Regions from separate parts of the Xenopus tropicalis genome. Here all the other regions are linked to region 2. A link is a contact called in public Hi-C data. All regions are on one chromosome and are shown on one strand. Each heading gives the region's core, a stretch centred on a gene start, on an enhancer-like site or on the middle of the called end of the contact. The rest is flanking DNA. Distances are from core to core; before and after follow the strand shown. Region 1 holds the start of hoxc4 (homeobox protein Hox-C4). Region 2 holds the start of hoxc13 (homeobox protein Hox-C13). Region 3 holds the start of hoxc6 (homeobox protein Hox-C6).

Evidence for each region. A called contact is a pair of places that touch in the nucleus more often than the background predicts.
Region 1: a Hi-C map of gastrula embryo shows a contact between it and region 2, with 2.8 times the contacts expected there. The contact joins the promoter of hoxc4 here to the promoter of hoxc13 in region 2. A contact is called at or near these places in 2 of 5 Hi-C or Micro-C datasets (gastrula embryo and neurula embryo).
Region 3: a contact with region 2 is called in a Hi-C map of gastrula embryo, with 2.8 times the contacts expected there. The contact joins the promoter of hoxc6 here to the promoter of hoxc13 in region 2. A contact is called at or near these places in 3 of 5 Hi-C or Micro-C datasets (brain, gastrula embryo and neurula embryo).

The regions. Positions count from the first base shown.
Region 1 is chr2:146,017,570-146,020,412 of UCB_Xtro_10.0, reverse strand. It overlaps hoxc4 (homeobox protein Hox-C4), which reads left to right and starts at 1,433. Exons shown (of 2, transcript XM_002936638.5): 1 at 1,433-2,302; 2 at 2,751-2,843. The coding sequence starts at 1,753.
Region 2 is chr2:146,199,614-146,202,455 of UCB_Xtro_10.0, reverse strand. hoxc13 (homeobox protein Hox-C13) reads left to right here and starts at 1,315. Exons shown (of 2, transcript XM_002936645.5): 1 at 1,315-2,055. The coding sequence starts at 1,392.
Region 3 is chr2:146,064,823-146,067,522 of UCB_Xtro_10.0, reverse strand. hoxc6 (homeobox protein Hox-C6) reads left to right here and starts at 1,310. Exons shown (of 2, transcript XM_004911935.4): 1 at 1,310-1,724; 2 at 2,498-2,700. The coding sequence starts at 1,325.

The DNA.
Region 1 (2,843 bases), core at 184-2,683, 180 kb after region 2:
AATAATCATAAAATAAGGCATTATTACATTTCCTATAAATACTGAGCAGCCACCGCAACGAGCAGGTCCCAACCAGTGCAAAGACTCTAAACCATTCCTCCTGCTTGATTTATGGCTTTTTACTGCCCTATAAAAGCTGTTACAAGGAACCTAAGCCTGCAACACCGCTGGCACATTTAGGCTAATAAATAAAACATAAACAGCTAACTTTATGTGTCACTTTTATTGTTATCAAATAAAATATTGCATTGCCCCTGCAAGCTATGATTCCGTGCTATAATTGTTATCAAGCAGAACAAGGGAGCAATCAGATTTCTCCTCTCCCATTTTTAATGTCTAATCTAAGCTCTTGATAAAATACCTAATTGCAATAGCTCTTTGCTGGGAAATGTTTACATAAATTCCCTGGGTTTTTGAGCTCTATATTATCTGCTGGAAGTTGGACGGGGGAGGGGGGGGGGGGGTTGCTTGGTGGGGAAATAACAAGGGTCCCTCTCCAGCCATTTTTGTCTACTTAAGGAGAAACTATAGGACTGGTTTGTTTTTTAATGAAAATTGCATTGGGTTCCTAGGTCCTCAATCCTAAGCACTTAGTGATTGCACTGGGTGCTGACATCTTCATCTGCTTCCCAGGCTTGGAGCTGTAAGGCTAGGGCTGAGATACAGGCAAGCACACTTGAAACTTTAATCATGGCACATTATAGCCCAATGGGAGCCAAGCGGGGCTTCTGGAAGAATCATTGCAATGAGATTCTCCTGGCATCGTGGGTCCATTCTTCCCCTAGGTGCTAAGCCAAATAAACACATCATCATAACTATGGGTGGCTTCTGGGGTCCCTGTATTAAGCACTAACAGCCCAGCTAGTGACCCAAAACGAAAACTGCACCTTATTTCATTGCTCAGTGTTTCATTTCTTTCCTCTTTTCATTGCAGTACCCTGCGAGCATGGATGATGCCCATCCTATGAGTGCCACAGACATTGCCCAGCTGCACAGACTGCAGGTATGGACACAGGAGCAGCAGCAGCGATTTCAGGTGTGGGCAGAGGTTGGTTCTTCATCTGGTAACATTGCATTATTGTGTGTGTGTGTGTATGTAAGCCTGTGTGTGTGTGTATGTAAGCCTGTGTGTGTGTATGTGTGTGTGTGTGTATGTGTGTGTGTAAGCCTGTGTGTGTGTATGTGTGTGTGTAAGCCTGTGTGTGTAAGCCTGTGTGTGTGTGTGTGTGTGTAAAAGCCTGTGTGTGTGTGTGTATGTGTGTGTGTAAGCCTGTGTGTGTGTAAGCCTGTGTGTGTATGTGTGTGTAAGCCTGTGTGTGTGTGTGTGTAAGCCTGTGTGTGTATGTGTGTGTAAGCCTGTGTGTGTGTGTAAGCCTGTGTGTGTGTGTATGTGTGTGTGTGTGTGTAAGCCTGTGTGTGTGTGTGTGTGTGTGTAAGCCTGTGTGTGTGTGTGTGTGTGTGTGTATGTGTGTGTGTGTATGTGTGTGTATGTGTGTGTGTATGGGGGGGCACTCTCCACCCACCTCTGGGATCCATGTAATGGGCAAAGCCAGTCCTACCTGCTCATGCCAACCCAATGCTCAATGTCCCAACCCTATGGGCATGCACAAGTGCACAGAGCCCAATGTCAGCCTATGGACTCCACCAGGGCAACAGAACAACAAACAAGGGAAGGAGAAAATCATTTGGAATGAGCCTCTGGTTCCTTATCCGGGGACCTGAGCGCACGTTGTGATTGGCTGGAGGAGTCACATGGTGAAAGTAACTTTACGGGGTCGCCAGCTAGTAGGAGGGCTTTATGGAGCAGAAAAACGACAAAGCGAGAAAAATTATTTTCCACTCCAGAAATTAATGATCATGAGTTCGTATTTGATGGACTCTAACTACATCGATCCGAAATTTCCTCCATGCGAGGAATATTCGCAAAATAACTATATCCCAGAGCACAGTCCGGAGTACTACAGCCGCTCCAGGGACCCTGCCTTTCAGCACCACCAGGACCTGTACCCGCCAAGAACTGCTTACCCAGAGCGCCAGTTCAGCTGTGCCAGTATCCAGGCGCCGGGCAACCCAGCAACCCACCCCAGGCTCCATGGGCAGCCCCAGAGCAACCACAACCTTGTAGGCAAATCTCAGCTGTGTGAGCATCCAACCCCATCCCTTGCCTCCAACAGCAGCTCCAGCTCTCCCTCTCCTGCACCCACAGCCTGCACCCAGGCACCCACCTCTGAGCACCCCACCAACACTGCCTCTAAACAGCCCATAGTCTACCCCTGGATGAAGAAAATACACGTCAGTTCTGGTAGGAAACTTTGGCTTCCCTCTAACCCCTCTCTCTCTCTCTCTCCCTCTTTAAAGCTTAAGTCTTTGGGTTAGCACAATTGAACTGGATTTACGACTCCGAATGGGTAATTACACCCACCATAAATTTTATAGCCAAGCCTGTCTGGGTTGCTTCAGCCATGTGGCTCATTCAGATCTCTATGTGGTGTGTGTGTGTGTGAGAGAGTCAGGGAGAAGCTTTGGAAGGGGAACATAAATAATTCAGCCTCTTTGGAGCTTAGGGAACCCCCTTCTTAATAGAGTACAGAAACCTGGATCGTTAGTGGATTTCAAAGGCTTTTTATGTGGTCTCTTCCCTCTTGTGTGATCCCTTCCTCCCTGTGCCTGTGCTTATCCTATGTGCCTATGCCCATTCCCTCTCTTTATTTTCCCTTCATCCCCGTCTGATCTTCTCCTTTCTTTCTCAGTGAATCCTAATTACACTGGGGGTGAGCCCAAGAGGTCCAGAACAGCCTATACCAGGCAGCAGGTCTTGGAACTGGAGAAGGAATTTCACTATA
Region 2 (2,842 bases), core at 66-2,565:
TATATCGAACGTTCTGCACAGTATTTGAAAAGTCAAGTTAATTTATCTTTATGCACAAATAAAGGTCAGTGGCTCTTTGTACTGTTTGCCCCATGCTTTGTCCCTCAAATACACACGCAAGCAAAACCACATACATATAGGGTTGGCAGTGTACACTTTTGGTCAGCTGTCCTCAATTTCCTATAATCTCCCATACATAACTACATAGGCAGTCATTTGTTTGCATACAATAAAACTGCTATATAGTACATCTTTGTTAGGGTACTTGCAGATATTCTGCAACTGGCCAGAGAAAGGCATATTTATAGACAGACACAGATTACATAGAGATAGATGATGATAGATAGATGATAGATAGATAGATAGATAGATAGATAGATGATAGATAGATAGATAGATAGATGATAGATAAATAGATAGATGATAGATAGATAAATAGATAGATAGATAGATAGATAGATAGATGATAGATAAATAGATAGATGATAGATAGATAAATAGATAGATAGATAGATAGATAGATAGATAGATGATAGGTAGATAGATGATAGATAGATAAATAGATAGATATATAGATGTTCTGTGCACAAAAATAAAAACTCATAGTAAGTAGTGAATGCACGAAGTACTGTAGTTTTCTCGGACATTAACTAATGAGCTATATGCCTACAAGATTTATTCATAAATACTGAATATTTAAAAATATACTAACCAAACGTGGATTAAAGGAAAGCATATAAACAATGGATACATTCATAAAGCAGCCATCTATAACTCGTAGTTTTTCTTTTCTCTGCAATTACAATTAATCATAGATCTAAAACGGAATGTATATTTGCTTACTGTTTTAGGCATGCCATGCTGATTTCACCGCAAATCTCAGATGAAATATGACAACACATACATGATTACTACAGCATGTACTGGGAAATAGGCAGTAAATCACCCGATTTTAAATTCCCATACAAATAAGAAATTTAAAAGACGCATTGGTGTGGTTTCTAATCTGCCGCTAGATTTCTGAGTATGCTAAAAACTGTAGTCCGATGCCTTTTATTTTCCTTCTAGGCCACCTTTGGGTGCCACCCTTTGCCTGTAAGGCTTTCGGTGGCCGTTGGCTAGGGCCCATTGGCTTCCCTCAGCGCCAGGCATTGCAGCCAGCAGGGACCCAGCCTGGGAGATCACGTGTCCCAGACCCAGCGCATTGTTGTCTATTTGGCTGGGATCACGTGTTCCTGGCAGATTTCTTAATGAAGCCCTGGCCCCGCCCCCACCCTACCTTCCCTCCGCCCCATTCCTGGCGCATGCGCGCACTTGACACAATAATGTTGAAGGAAATTAGGTGACTCTTTTGGGAAGCTGACTTTTTAAAAGCACGGCCAGACCATGCTATGACGACTTCCCTGATCCTACATCCACATTGGGCGGATACCTTGATGTACGTGTATGAAACAAGCCCGAATGAAAAGAATCCCAGGAAAAGCCCAGCCATGGAAGGACTGAGTGGGAACTGTGCAAGCAGCCACTGTAGGGATTTTATCTCTCACCCCGCTCTGGGGCGCCATTCTAGTGCCATTGGGTCTCACCAAGGACCTGTCTACACGGACATTACCTCTCCAGAAGCCGCCAGGCAATGCACGGCTCCCCCGTCTTCTTCCAACGCCTCCCTGGGCTATGCCTACCCATTTGGAAGCAGCTATTACGGCTGCAGGCTCTCTCAGTCCCACAACGTCAACTTACACCAGAAACCCTGCTCCTACCATCCGGCCGAGAAATACCCCGAGCCCAGCAACCCCTTGCCCAGCGAAGAATTCTCCTCCAGGGCCAAGGAATTTGCTTTTTACCCTAGTTTTGCCAGCTCCTACCAGGCGGTCCCTGGTTACTTGGACATGTCAGTAGTGCCAGGCATCAGCAGCCACCCGGAGCCCAGGCATGACACCCTGCTGTCTATGGAAGGCTACCAGCACTGGGCTCTTCCCAACGGCTGGGACGGACAAGTCTACTGCTCAAAGGACCAATCCCAATCCGGCCACTTATGGAAAGCACCTTTCCCAGGTAATACTGCTGCACATTCTCCCTCTAAACCCTTCATTATATGTATGTACGTTAGTCCTACTGCACTATTGCCTCCATCGGCCTCTCGCGTCAAAGTAGATTTGTAGTGTCGCTGTATGGCATGTAGTAGAACTGCAACTGTAGCGGGAAGGCATGTCTTCCCTTGAGCAGTGCGGCATACTTTAGCGATTAAAGGACCCTTTGTGTGGCAGCAATAGCACATAGCATAGTGTTGTACTAGTGAGCTCCCCCAGGCTTGGCTCGGTCCCTCTGCTCACTTACTGCTGCTGCTGCGACTCTGCCTGGGCAGTGAGAGCAAGTTGGTCGGACCCGCAGCCTGCTGCCAGCCTGTGTTATAAATCCCTTATGTTATAAATCCCTTATGTTATAAATCCCTTATGTTATAAATCCCTTATGTTATAAATCCAATGCAATAAAGCATCCGTGGGTCACATTAGAATCTGCCCCTGAAGAGATGGGGAGCAGCCGAAGTATTACTACCAGAACAGATTAAAGCGGCTTTATTTTGTGTTTAGCGCCATATTTCACCCCTGAGATTTTGATATGAGGCGAGCGATAAACATAAACATGTCGCTTTTGGGTGTTTTATAAATACGGTGTATGTTTTGTAAATGTCAGATTGTAAATTGCTTACCTTGTGCGATGTCGAACTTCTCGCCAATTGTTTTTCAAATTCTTAAAGATAAAGTTCATTTTACATTCTGTACAGAGAGGCGAAATATAACAGCACCTTATAAACCTGGCGGGCAGTTTAAATGGCAAAAAT
Region 3 (2,700 bases), core at 61-2,560, 130 kb after region 2:
TGTGATACCAGGGCAATAAACGACCCCTTTTCGTCTGTTCCCATTTTTATGGCTTTATAACCTCTATTTGGCTTTGATGCTCACAGGAAAAAGATCGTAAAATCCTTCAGCATCCGGGTTTCTTTGCCAGCCCTAAAAAAATATTGCTTTTTGTAACTCTTACAAATAGTGACTTTTAGGAATTCATTGTATCTGAGAGGAGACAAAACCCCTTTTTGCCAACAACAGTAAATATAAGCTGGGCTGTCTGAGTTGTATATCTGGTCTCAGTCCCACAAAATAAATTGCCAGATGAAATAAGCTGGTTGCATGTACCTGGGCTATTATTATATGTGGGGGCTTTGGGCGGGCGAAAGCTACAAGGAGCCCAAGGGGATCTGACTTTTATACATTAAATGACCCTGTGATTCCTGTAACTTTGACATCAATATTAGTAAAATAACAATACAATAATAATAAATAGATAAATAAAATGAAATGGACATGTCAATCTTGAGTCGTATTATTACTGATAAAATGATCAACTCCCCAAAACAAAAGATGCTGCTACTTCTGTTAATCATTCATTTAACTGCATACACCTCCATATAAAAACAATATCAAGCCCTGACTGTTACATTGCTATTTATTAGCACTGATTACAGTGGCAACACGATTACTGGATGCAAATGAGAAATGAGCTAATTGCAGGTTCGTGTTTAGAGATTCAGATTTACAGAAGCAGAGATCTGAATAAGGGAATTTAATTTGCGTGATCAGGTTGGAGACATAATGTTGGGGTCGTTTTGCTCACAGCCCCCATTATACTGTGTAATATCTGCTCCCTGCTGATAAGGGCTGATATGGTTAATAAGGTGTAATGCACTCGGCTGTGTATATGGCAGGAGTGTGCCCAGGGCTGTGTGCATTAGTGGGTGAAATCACTGCTAAATTGCACACGATTCTGCCTGTACATTCGATTCTATCGGAACTTTACATTCTACTTAGCACAAAAAAAATGGCATATTTTATTTAAACTCCGTCGTTCTCTTGAGGTTTGACCCCCAACGCAGAGGAATTTCCCCCCACCGAACTAATTCCCTCTTTCTAATTGCAAGTCTCACTTTGAGTGTATCATAGACTTTCAGCTGGGGAATCAACACAAGCAAAACCAATTTTTCCCTTTCTTGACATCTCGCCTCCTATTGGCTCCAAGTGGGTCAGCTGACTTTGTCATTTTGTCTGTCCTGGATTGGAGCCGTCCCTATAACAATCTAGTTCAGACTACAAACTGGAGACAGAAATAAATATTAAAGAAATCTTCCAGGCAGGTAAAGGAGAAGATATGAATTCCTATTTCACTAACCCTTCCTTATCCTGCCATTTAGCCAGTGGCCAAGAAGTTCTCCCCAATGTGGCCCTTAATTCCACAGCCTATGACCCTGTTAGGCATTTTTCCACTTATGGAGCAGCGGTGGCTCAGAATAGGATCTACTCGTCTCCATTCTATACCCCGCAAGATAATGTTGTGTTTGGCTCCAGCCGGGGCCCCTATGAGTATGGATCCAACGCATTTTACCAGGACAAGGACATGCTTACTAGCTGCAGGCAGAACTCAATGGGACACAACACGCAGAGCTCCCTTGCACAGGATTTTAGCAGTGAGCAAAGCAGAGGCAATGGGCAGGAGCAGAAAGGCAGCATTCAGATCTACCCATGGATGCAGCGCATGAACTCCCACAGTGGTAAGTTGCACTGCTACACGCACAGATAAATTAAATAAACTCAACCATCTTTACGATCGTCTCCCCCAGCAGAACAAGCTCAGCTCCTTTTTTATGGCCTCATAAAAGCCATAAAGTAGTTCCTTTCCCAGTTGCTCTTATAGGCCTTTTATTTGTTAAGTTGTTGCAAGCAAATATGGCTTGTTATGTGCTTTCTAATTAAAAGACGTTGCGAGAGGAAAATATAGGTAATAAAGTTCAACGAGCTTTCATTTTTACAGAAAGAGTTAAATAAAGAAATACTTTTTTTTATTTATTTATTTTTACTAGAATTAGTTGTATTTGTTCATGGTTGCACGGGTTTGTAGGGAATTGGGGGGCACGGTGGAACAAGAGCTTTTCATTCAAGGCAATGTGCATTCATTAGACGATATATAAATGTATTTAAAGTCGTTTCTGGGCAGGGAGAAAGCAGAGCGCTGGGAAGGAATGGCAGCTCTTTGCCTATTTGTACAAACAGACAGTAATACAGTGTATTTGTCTGGGAGCCCTGTAAGGTGAAGGCTAGCTGGGCAGGGGCAGTTGGGCAGGGGTAGCTGGGCAGGGGCAGGGGCAGCTGGGCAGGGGTAGCTGGGCAGGGGCAGCTGGGCAGGAGCATTGCTGGAGCGGCCATAGCAGATGGAGCTGTATGAAAGTTAGGGGCCAGGCTATAGGCTGGCTGGGGGGTTATCAGTTGGGCAATCGCTCGTTTTCTCACTAATTCTGTCCAGTTTGTCTTGTGTCTGACTCCCTAGGCGTGGGCTACGGGGCGGACAGGAGGAGAGGGCGGCAGATCTATTCCCGGTACCAAACCCTGGAGCTGGAGAAGGAATTTCACTTTAATCGCTACCTGACCCGGCGCAGGAGGATCGAGATCGCCAATGCACTTTGTCTAACAGAGCGGCAGATCAAAATCTGGTTCCAGAACAGGAGGATGAAATGGAAAAAGGAGAGCAAC